2 separate regions of the Mus musculus genome follow, and region 2 is linked to region 1. Evidence: chromatin contacts called from public HiChIP or PLAC-seq data. All regions are on one chromosome and are shown on one strand. Each heading gives the region's core, a stretch centred on a gene start, on an enhancer-like site or on the middle of the called end of the contact. The rest is flanking DNA. Distances are from core to core; before and after follow the strand shown.

Region 1 (5,140 bases), core at 824-3,323:
TAGTAATAAAATAATATACAAGTTATCCTCTGACCTTACATGCGACACCCATACATGAAACCTATCATCTGTGAAAACAACTCGTGATTTACCTAATATTGACTTTTATATCCTCATCATCAACTGTCAGCAGGCAAGGTATGTACTCTAAAAAACTAACCTACATCAGTCTGAGGAATGGCAAATGACACATCATGAGTAACTACAGGGCAATTTTCAGTCAAACTGGAAACAAAGGAAAGCAATTATCGAGGCTAGGTATACGGTCAGCTGACCCAAGTGTGGGGTGAGCCGCGCGTTCTGTTTCTGCTCAAGCGCCACCCAGCGCCATACTCTGCTCCTTTTAGTGCCGCCCGCTCACATTACAACTGTGTGTGCACTAAAATAGTATGGATAAGGACATAACTTTTGCATCTCAAAATACAATCTGGCTTAACACGTCCATATTCACTTACAGTTTCACAGTTTTCAGAAATTGGACAGTTGGACATTTTTAAATGTCCCTAAGAGAGTATGGCTGAATGCTTCTACGTAGAAAACCCAAGAAATGAATCTAAAAGTTAGAATTACTCAGCTTATTTAGAATGTGGATTCATGTAGAGTAACAAATTTACATAAATATCATTAAAGTCTATATAATTAATATATATAATTAATATATATTATTCTATAATTATAAATCTATATAATTAATGTTATGAATGAGCCTGCTACTACTGTAAAAAAGTAAAGTTATTCCTTGTTCTTAGAATTTTACAATTTGCTTCAGATTTTTTTCTCCCAAGGAAAGAAGTTTGCTAGAAATCAGATTGTAGAGGAGTCTTCCTTTTATAAATCTTTATCTAGCTATTGTTTGTTTGCTTGCTTGCTTGCTTGCTTGCTTGCTTGCTTGCTTGCTTGCTTGCTTGCTTTATTGAGATAGATCTTTCTATGTCGTTCTCTTGGCTTGGAACTCATTCACTAATGCACAAGCTAGGGTTAAAGAGTATAAGGGTATAAAGTGAGAGCTCTTCCTCCTCCTCCTCCTCCTCCTCCTCCTCCTCCTCCTCCTCATCTTCCTCCTCTTCCTCCTCTCCCCTCCTCCTCCCTTTCCCTCTCTGTCCCCCTCCTCCTTGTTCTTCCTTGAGACATAATCTCACTATGTAATTTTTGTTTGTTTTTGTTTTTTCGAGACAGGGTTTCTTTGTATAGCCCTGGCTGTCCTGGAACTCACTTTGTAGACCAGGCTGGCCTCGAACTCAGAAATCTGCCTCCCTCTGCCTCCCAAGTGCTGGGATTAAAGGTGTGTGCCACCACCATCCAGGACACTGTAATCTTGGCTGGCCTGGAACTTGCTTCATGTACCAGGCTAACCTCAAACTCACAGAAATCCAGCCCCTCTGTCAACTCAGTGTTAGATTTTAAAAAGGAGGCACCACCAAGCCCAGGACAGGAATCCTCCAGTCCATCCAAACTTGCTTCTCATGCTTTCCAACCATGAACACTAGAGAAGGATGTTCTACAATATTAATTAGAGAATATGTTTCAAATCTAATATTCAACCTCCAACCATATCATACCTATATATCTCTGGCCTTAAAATAAATTCCTCAACTCCTTCCCAAAAGAATATTTTGTCAGCCATTCAAATCCTCCCCTTTTGCTTAACGTTTGGTGGTGCATTCAATCATCTACAGGTCAGCCATAAAGCCAAACACAGGAAACTGGACAGAGCTAGACATTAATTTTAAGTTAATTATGAATGTTTGATTCACTGAGGATAAATCCATGTCTGTACTTTGATAACTTAAGCCCTTGGAGAAGACCAATGCCTGTTTGCTGGGCTGTCTGAGTTTTTAGTTTTCCTGTCCTATAAACTGGTCTGGCCTCAGCTTCACTCATCCCTTAGCCATGGAGTACTGGAATTACAGCTGTGAGCCACCACTCCCAGGACTCTTACCATCCTTTGATCCACATCTTCCTTGGCAGAGACAGAACTATTGTTTTTTATGACTTCCTCAATGCAGTCCACAGTAAACAGAGTCTCTTAGGTTACCATGCTGAAGTTGTGGTTGGGAGGTCAAGCCACAAAACTTCCAACCTCTGAGTGTGAGTCAGAAGACTTAAAAGGTAGGAAATGCAGACAGCCACCACTGTGACTCAGTCTGAAAAGAAACTGGCTTAAGTCGTTTCTCAATTCATTGTAGCTGGCCATCCACACATGGAAGTTATAGTAACTATTCTCTGTTAAGCTATGGAACAGCACCACCTTTAAAAAGCAAACTACATATCTAATACATTTGTTTTCTTTGGCAAGGAACACAATAATAAAGAAAACCTCAAGAAAAGAAAACACACAAATACCATGGAGTTTTAGAACTATCAATTAAGATTATGACAATAATTGTCCAGTCCATTTAAGTTTCTTTCTAAAAATTTCAATATGATTTTATAAGTTGCCAAGCATCAAAAATTCAAAACTAAACTATATATACCATGTCAAACACAAAACAACCTCTGGAAAATAGCAGTAAGACATCTCCTCACGTAGGCGTGGCCCCTTTCTTCTCTAGCCCAGCTGACTGCTAAGTGCCTTTGCCTTTCATTTAGACAGGTCAGCATCTGGTAAAGGATTCTTTTGTCTTTCTGATTTATTGTGCAACCAACTGTAAAATGGCAAGTGTAATGGACATGGAGTTTGGACACTTCTTCCTGGATTTGTAGAAATCAAGAACATCAAATGAATCAGCATAGACATTTATAGTGTTTACCTTATCGTACAGTTGATAATGCCTTTTTGAACTCTTTAAGTAAAACTGGCTAATGAAGTGACAGTTTTCTACATATGAGATTTGACATGTGACTCATTTATTTTCTCCCTCTCCTCTTTTCCCACATCAATTGAGAAAATTTGAGATTCTGTTCACAAATGGGCTGCATAGCAAAACTATCTGTTATAAATGATTCTTTTCCAAATCTATCCAGGAATGAGAAGAAAATTTTAAACTATGTCTTATTGCCAAGTTAAACCCTTTTGATCCAAACTAAATGGGCAATGGGACAACAAACAATTGAGCCATAGCACACAAAGAATGTAAATTTTATAGTATAGTAAAAATTCACTTAACATACACACACACACATACACTCACACACACACACAAAATGCTAATACTAAACCAAAACTACTACCTGACCCAGATGTTCCACACATGGACACACATCTAAATGGCCCTAAGTTGGCACATCCATATGTATTACAGTGTTGCCCACAAAAGCCAAGATATTGACCAGCCTAAATATTCATCAACAGATGACTAAAGAAAATGTGATGCCTACATAAAGGGGGATTTTGTTCCTCTGTGAAGAAGAATGACATTGTAACAGCGGCAGGAAAATAGCCACAATATCGAGTATTAAGTTAAGAGAAACAAGCCAAACGCAAAGACACAAATACATCTTCTCTCATTTGTGGAGCCTTGATGGAAAGTGTGTGTGTGTGTGTGTGTGTGTGTGTGTGTGTGTGTGTGTGTGTGTGTGTGTGTGTGTGTTGTGTGGCAAATTTATAAAAAAGGAGGAGCTCTAAAGGGTTGAGGGAATAGGAACAAAGGAGAATAATGGAGTACATGTCAAGAAAGCAGAAACGTGGCCTATGTTGGGAAGAAAAAGGGAAAGCCAGATGAGGAGAGGCAGAATAGAACATTGAGAGAGAACAAGAACAAAGTTTAACTGTACGTGTTATATGTATCTGAAAATATCACAAGGAAACCAATGTCTTCATATGTTAACCAAAACATTCATTTCAATTTTAAAAGTGCAGTAAAGGTAACATCTTAGTTCATAGGATTATTGTTAGGGTGTCTTCTAGGATCTGATGGAAGATTACCACTTCTCCTATATTTTAGAGCATTTCAAAAGTAAAATTGTTTTGCAAATTATGAGGAACTTTAGTGTTTTAGAAGTAAGTATAAATATTTTATTTTTTTATATATTAGTTCACAAACAAAACTGGCAATCAAAATAGATAAAATGTTTACAAGTTATTGCCAAAACAACATAAGTACAATTCATTTTAAAAATAAAATGTGTTTATAAATGTAAATAATTTTATTTTCTTGACTTTTAGACATTGCAATGCCAATAGCAGAAGATCTTCTCAATACATGTAAGTTTATCAATAACGTTATTTTCTTTCAATTCTTCAGTCTTAGAATGCCAAGAAAACTTGCAGTTGTGTTGTAATAAGAAGTCTTATTTTAGAAATGTGTGTGTTACCATAGTTATCTCTTTTTTTTTTAATTCTTTAGCCATTTTTTCCAGTCCACCCCCTCCCAGTCCACCTTCTAACTGTTCCATATCCCATACCTCCTCCCCGCCCCCTGTCTCCACCAGGATGTGACAACCCCCACACCTCTCACCCCACCAGGCCTCTAAACTCCCTGGGGCCTCCAGTCTCTTGAGGGTTAGGTGCATGAACCCAGACTCAGTATATGTGTTGGGGGCCTCATATCAGCTGGCGTATGCTACCTGGTTGGTAGTTATCCTTAAACTGACTGATATCGTAGATTTAAAATGCAGAGCGTTATCACATGCCATGGTGGCAGAGGGGACCTGGGGACAAACAGTGGTAATTAAGAACTTAGAATCAGCACATGTGCATTTTGAATTTCGGATCTGCCAAATTCTAAAGGGAAGAATTAGCATAAGTTCCTTAACTTTCCAAAGCCTTACTTCCAAATTAGTGTGAAGATAGAATAAGGTGATAGAAATAGATAAGTAATCCAGAGTGTATGTCCTGAAAGCACTCAATGTATGTCATTTGTATTTTCTGTCTACACGTAAGAATCCCAGGCCCACCCGGCATGGCGGTGCATGCCTTTAATCCCAGCACTCGGGAGGCAGAGGCAGGTGGATTTCTGAGTTCGAGGCCAGCCTGGTCTACGGAGTGAGTTCCAGGAAAGCTAGGGCTATACAGAGAAACCCTGTCTCAAAAAAAAAAAAAAAAAAAAAAAAAAAGATCCCAGGCCCAGGAACTCTCTCTGGAGCTCTCTGACCCTAGCAACTAACTTCATGTGCAGAAAGCTATATGCTTTATTTGTGAACCATGACTTCCTTGCTAAGCATGGCATTTTTTTCACCCTCCTTCATCCCATTACGGGTC
Region 2 (5,140 bases), core at 1,809-4,308, 490 kb before region 1:
AAACACTCTGCCCAATAAGGGCAAGAGTACAAATTCTTCTCAAACGCATACGGAAAATTTATCATGATAGAACATATTCTGGGCCATAAAACAAAGCACTGTACACTGAGCAACCAACCAGGCAGCACACATGAGCTGGTGTGGGGCCCTGGATACAATATAGCCGAGGACTGCCTGATCTGGCCTCAGTGGGAGAAGATATACCTAATCCTTGAGGTTCCAGGGAGTGGGGAGGCCTGGTCGTGGGCAAACATCCTTTTGGAAATGGAGGAGGAGGACTGGGATTGAGGAACTGTGGAGGGGGGACTGGGACAGGGGACAGTGGCTGGATTGTAAATAAATTAAAAACCAAAACAAAACCAAAAACCAAAACAAAACAAAAAACCAAAGGACAGTAAAATGTTCTAGAGTCAGCAGCTGGCCTCGTGTTTATAGGAAAAAGCTGTGCAGGATAGCCAAGGGCCATAGTTATAGGAGAGGGGTTATCAGGCAGGAGTTGTAGCCAGCATTCCATCATGGCTGGGTAGAAGACAGCCAGGAAGATTAATATTCAAAATCCTCACTTCTGATTATGATTGGCTGTAACAAGAAGATCCTTAATTGGGATGTCCATGTCTTGAAACGTTGTACTAAATTTATTATTTGTATTTCAGAAATTACATTGCTATTAGAAAACATTAAATAAAAGTAGGCTATCATCTCTTTTTCTGATATAGAATTTTCCAGAATCCTACCAACCATTTATCTTGAGGTTCTTTCCTTCTAAACATGGCATAGAATGGTAATCACATTACCACAGATAATCTGTTCTGTATATCAGTAGTGGGAGATTTAACTAGCAAAGACAGGGTAAGAGTAACTGTAGATGATGTCATTTAGTTTAGTGTAAAACAGGTCTGATGGCCAGCGGCTATGGGATGAGTAGCTGGTAATTAGGTACTTAGGCTCCTTTTCCCATGCTGTTCACCACAAATGAGCACATATGTTCTAAGTCACGATCTAAAAAGAATATTTAATCTCTAATTAATTAATATGTGTTCTAGTTATGAAATACGAATCAGGAGTCTAGACACCACAGTGGGCTCCATTGGTATCTACTTATTCACATGGCAAGTTTTCCTTCTCTCTCTCTATTTCTTTCTGTTCTTCCTTACTCTCTTTCTGTGGGACAGAAGATTGAATCTAGGGCCTTGTCTTAGGGTTTCATTGCCGTGAAGAGAGACCATGGCTCCAGCAACTCTTATAAAGGAAACCATTTAATTGGGGCTGTCTTACAGTTTCAGAGGTTTACTCCATTAGCATCATGACAGGAAGCATGACAATGTACAGGCAGACACTATGCTGGAGGAGGAGCTGAGAGTTCTATATCTTGATCTGCAGGCAGCAGGAGACGATACCATGCTGAGCATAGCTTGAGCATAGGAGACCTCAAAGCTTCCTCCCACAGTGACACACATCCTCCAACAAGGCTACACCTTCTAATGGAGCCATTCCCTTTGGGCCCAGCATTTAAGCACTCAAGTCACTGGGGGACAGAGGAGTGTTCCTATTCAAAGCACCAGAAGCCCTGAGCAGTCTAAACCAGACTTCAACCACTGTGTTATCTATCTCCCAGCCTTAATTTTATTTTTGAAAGTTTGAGACAGTGTTTCATTAAGTTTTTCAAGTTAGCTTCTGAGTATTTGGGATTATAGGCTTGTGCAATCAGACCTGACCTCAAATGGTGGCTTATATCAATGAAGAACACCTTTATCCTGCAGGTTCTCAAGTTTCCTAGCTATTTATTAAGGGAACATTTATTAAGGAAAAGGACAATAGTTGAGATAGGCATTTAGGGGTTTCAACTTCACGCACAGGGATGGAGCCACTGGACAAACAGGAAGCAGGTGAATACTCAGCTCTAAAGTTGGGAAGCTGAGTCGCAGCTGTGGATTTGGTAGCTATGAGTTTATAGATATAAATTAAACTCATGGATGTTGGTAACTATAATCGCTGGGGTTCTGATTAGAACACTTCATTGTAGTTTCAGGCTATTGATTTACATAGAAAATATATCTTACTTATATAAGTATTTGAGAATGTTAATAATGTATTAATATTAAAATGCCAAAACTTTTGAGTATGGTTAAGTGTGTAATGATGCACTTAAAGTTTAAATGTTAGCACACATATGTTACAGGTTGTTGTTTGTGGCAAGAAATTTGTTGAGTAAAGTCACTTCCTTTGAACAACCATATTATGATAAAAAGAGGTCTATGCATTTTCTAACTACACACTGTTGCTAAGGTAATTCAAATAAGGGTTCAGGATACACAGGAGCTTGTAGCTTGTTTAGGGGTCCTTTGATGATGGGTTTCTCTGCTTCTCAGGAAACCACAGGGCTTAGCTTCTGTTCCACCTGGAAATCCCAATTTTAAGCTTTATCAGGGCCAAAGATTTTAAAACCAGCTTAGAAAACAAGTATTTAAGAACCATAAGCTTTCATAGATTTGATACTTAACTGGTACATGTAATATTTTCAGGGGCTTTTATTTTAAATTGACACAAAACACAACTTATGGTAGATTAAAAACATTGAGAAGTGTCAAAAATGATGGGTAAAAGATTTCTTAACTTCCTTCCTATATGCATTTCCTAAAAGTAAAACTATTGATTAAAAAAACTACTTGTAGTGTCTTAAGTCTCTTGGCTTGTTGCATGTCAAACTGTCTGCAACTGTAACCAACAGAAAAACAGCACATTTGAAAAATAATATGAAAACTGGTTAGTACATTGAACATTAATTATAATAATATAAACATTATTTCTAGATTATCTGAGATATTGAACATTAGTTCAATGCTAATACTTATAAGACACTAAGGTAAATTTCCATTTATGCCCATTGATTCTTGAGAAAATAGGAGCCTATAACATCATATTGCTGGAGGCCGGGCTACTGGGAGTTCTATGATGTTTGCACTCAGATTTCTGTTCCAAGTAAGACTAAGACACAGGTCACTCCTCTTCAAGTTCACAGCCAGTTCCTGCTGTTGAGCAAACTCTCACAGCAGGATTAAGGTCAAAGTCTGAATGGGGATGTGGGAGGATCACAGTTAACATGACAGAGTGTTTGACTGTCTGAAGCTCTGTGCTCAAAGTGGCAGAAAAGTCTCCAACTCAGTTGCCTCAACCCTCCTTCTGTATACCCCTCCATGACACAGTAGTGTAGACATGGCTGGTAATTCCTGCCCCACCCCGTCTGAGAGGTACAGTTCCCCAGCTCTGGCTTCAGTGGTGTGCTTTGTTTGTCCTGCTATAGCAAATTGGTTTTTTTTTTCCCAAATTGTTTCTTCATGCCATTTTATTTTTTTTATCTTGAACAGAAGAGTTTGCGGACAGTAAACATTAGTGATACTAAAGCTTACAATAGATCAACTATAAGTGTAATCCTATCTAGACCTAACCATTCAATGGCATCTTTTTGTAAAAATTATGGTATTCCATCTATCCATAATTATTAATTTCTAGAGGTTGGGCACAGTGTCAGCATGTATGTCATTTGTGGTCTCCTGAGTCATAGCATATCTGGCTGGGAAGTTTATAAAGAGATGGACGGTAGGGTCATGTAGATCACATCCCGTCTGCACTGCAGACACACTACTAGCATTTACATAAAACTTTTATGGGGTCTGATGCTTTCATGTGCAGTCTTGCCAGCACTACTGCAAAAAAAATCACCTGAGTTTTGTGGTAGATTTAATACAGAAATGGTTAAACTATGGGGTTTGACTAATTTAATAGTTAAATACAGGATTTCTGTTAAAATATCTACTTAGAACCTACTGGTTTATCAAACAATGAGATATTTTAAAAGCCTTTTATCCCTACCATTCCAATAATCTTTAGCTATTTTACAATACAATAGTGCTTCTAAAATCTGGTCAGATATTTTAAAAGTTTATTGGAGTGCTTTATATCTGACTGATTTCATAGAGTTCCCTTCCTATCAAATTCCTTTTAATGAACTGTGATCGACACCACCAGTATTGAGGACGTAGTAAGTGTTAGGCAGCTATTTTTGCTTAGACGTTAATCATAGAGGCTGAAGTTTAGTATATTACATGCTGTGCATTTTATGGAGGCCTAATAATGGTGTTGCTAAACAACCACTCTGTTCTTTCCTATGGGTGCCAAAGAGAAGATACCAGATCAGGGCTTGTTTTTCTCCCTCTGCTGTATATTTTGTTTAGTTTTGTTTGGAGGCTGTCTTCTAGAAACCTCCCTGTGTTGTGGCATGACTGAAGGATTTGCATACTCTGTGCAAAAACCTTTAGTGCCATTTCCATTTTATTTATTTATTTATTTATTTATTTATTTATTTTTGGTTTTTCGAGACAGGGTTTCTCTGTGTAGTACCATTTTCATTTTTTAAATTAATTAATTAATTAATTAATTAATTAATTTATTTTTGGTTTTTCGAGACAGGGTTTCTCTGTGTAGCCCTGGCTGTCCGGGAACTCACTTTGTAGACGAGGCTGGCCTTGAACTCAGAAATCTGCCTGCCTCTGCCTCCAGAGTGCTGGAATTAAAGGCATACACTACCACACCAGGCAATATTTTTAAATACAATTTGCTGCCTTCTTTTATCCACAAATGTAAGTTAGTAGCAATAACAATAGTATACACACACACACACACACACACACACACACACCATTATAAGTCATGTTAAATCAGTTCAGTTCAATGTAGGAGACATAAAAACCTTTATGATAAGAACATTGATAGATGAAATTACCCACCATCAGCCCTAAATTAATATCCAGAGCTGGAAATAAAAACAGTTTTTCTTTATTTGCATTGATGTTGTAAAAATAAAATGTAAATAGTTGTTTGGCAACTAGATGACTTTCTTGTTTTAATTGCAACTTCATTGTGGGAATTATTTATAATTATTGTTATAGGAACTAGACACATAATTCAGTTCACAGAGGCTAAGGTGATACTTTTAGAGATTTTATAGATGTGTTTTGCACATCAATGAATAAAATAGAAATATGGCTTTTTTTTTTGCAATTTTATAAGAGTAACTTGCTTAAATTTCTTCTTAACAAATTAACAATAATGGCTGGAAAGACAATTCAACAGAGAGCATTTC

The links. HiChIP or PLAC-seq counts read pairs in DNA pulled down with a chosen protein or histone mark.
Region 2: a FOXA1 HiChIP or PLAC-seq map of pancreatic cancer cells shows a contact between it and region 1. The contact joins two enhancer-like sites. A contact is called at or near these places in 1 of 39 promoter capture datasets (embryonic stem cells), 1 of 115 datasets of contacts at active chromatin or transcription factors (pancreatic cancer cells) and 2 of 9 other capture datasets (adipose tissue and liver).

The regions. Positions count from the first base shown.
Region 1 is chr5:86,241,969-86,247,108 of GRCm38.p6, reverse strand. Tmprss11c (transmembrane protease, serine 11c) reads left to right here. Exons shown (of 10, transcript NM_001030297.2): 6 at 4,106-4,144. Among named protein-coding and RNA genes, the nearest start is that of Gm25473, 7.6 kb to the right of the region's middle. Within about 2 kb of position 2,073, at least 42 of the 459 cell types and tissues checked have an H3K27ac peak or open chromatin away from gene starts, as enhancers often do. A contact at or near this core is called in pancreatic cancer cells, where this site is marked.
Region 2 is chr5:86,733,914-86,739,053 of GRCm38.p6, reverse strand. All of the region lies in intron 1 of Tmprss11e (transmembrane protease, serine 11e), which reads left to right. Among named protein-coding and RNA genes, the nearest start is that of Tmprss11e, 9.3 kb to the left of the region's middle. Within about 2 kb of position 3,058, at least 15 of the 459 cell types and tissues checked have an H3K27ac peak or open chromatin away from gene starts, as enhancers often do. A contact at or near this core is called in pancreatic cancer cells, where this site is marked.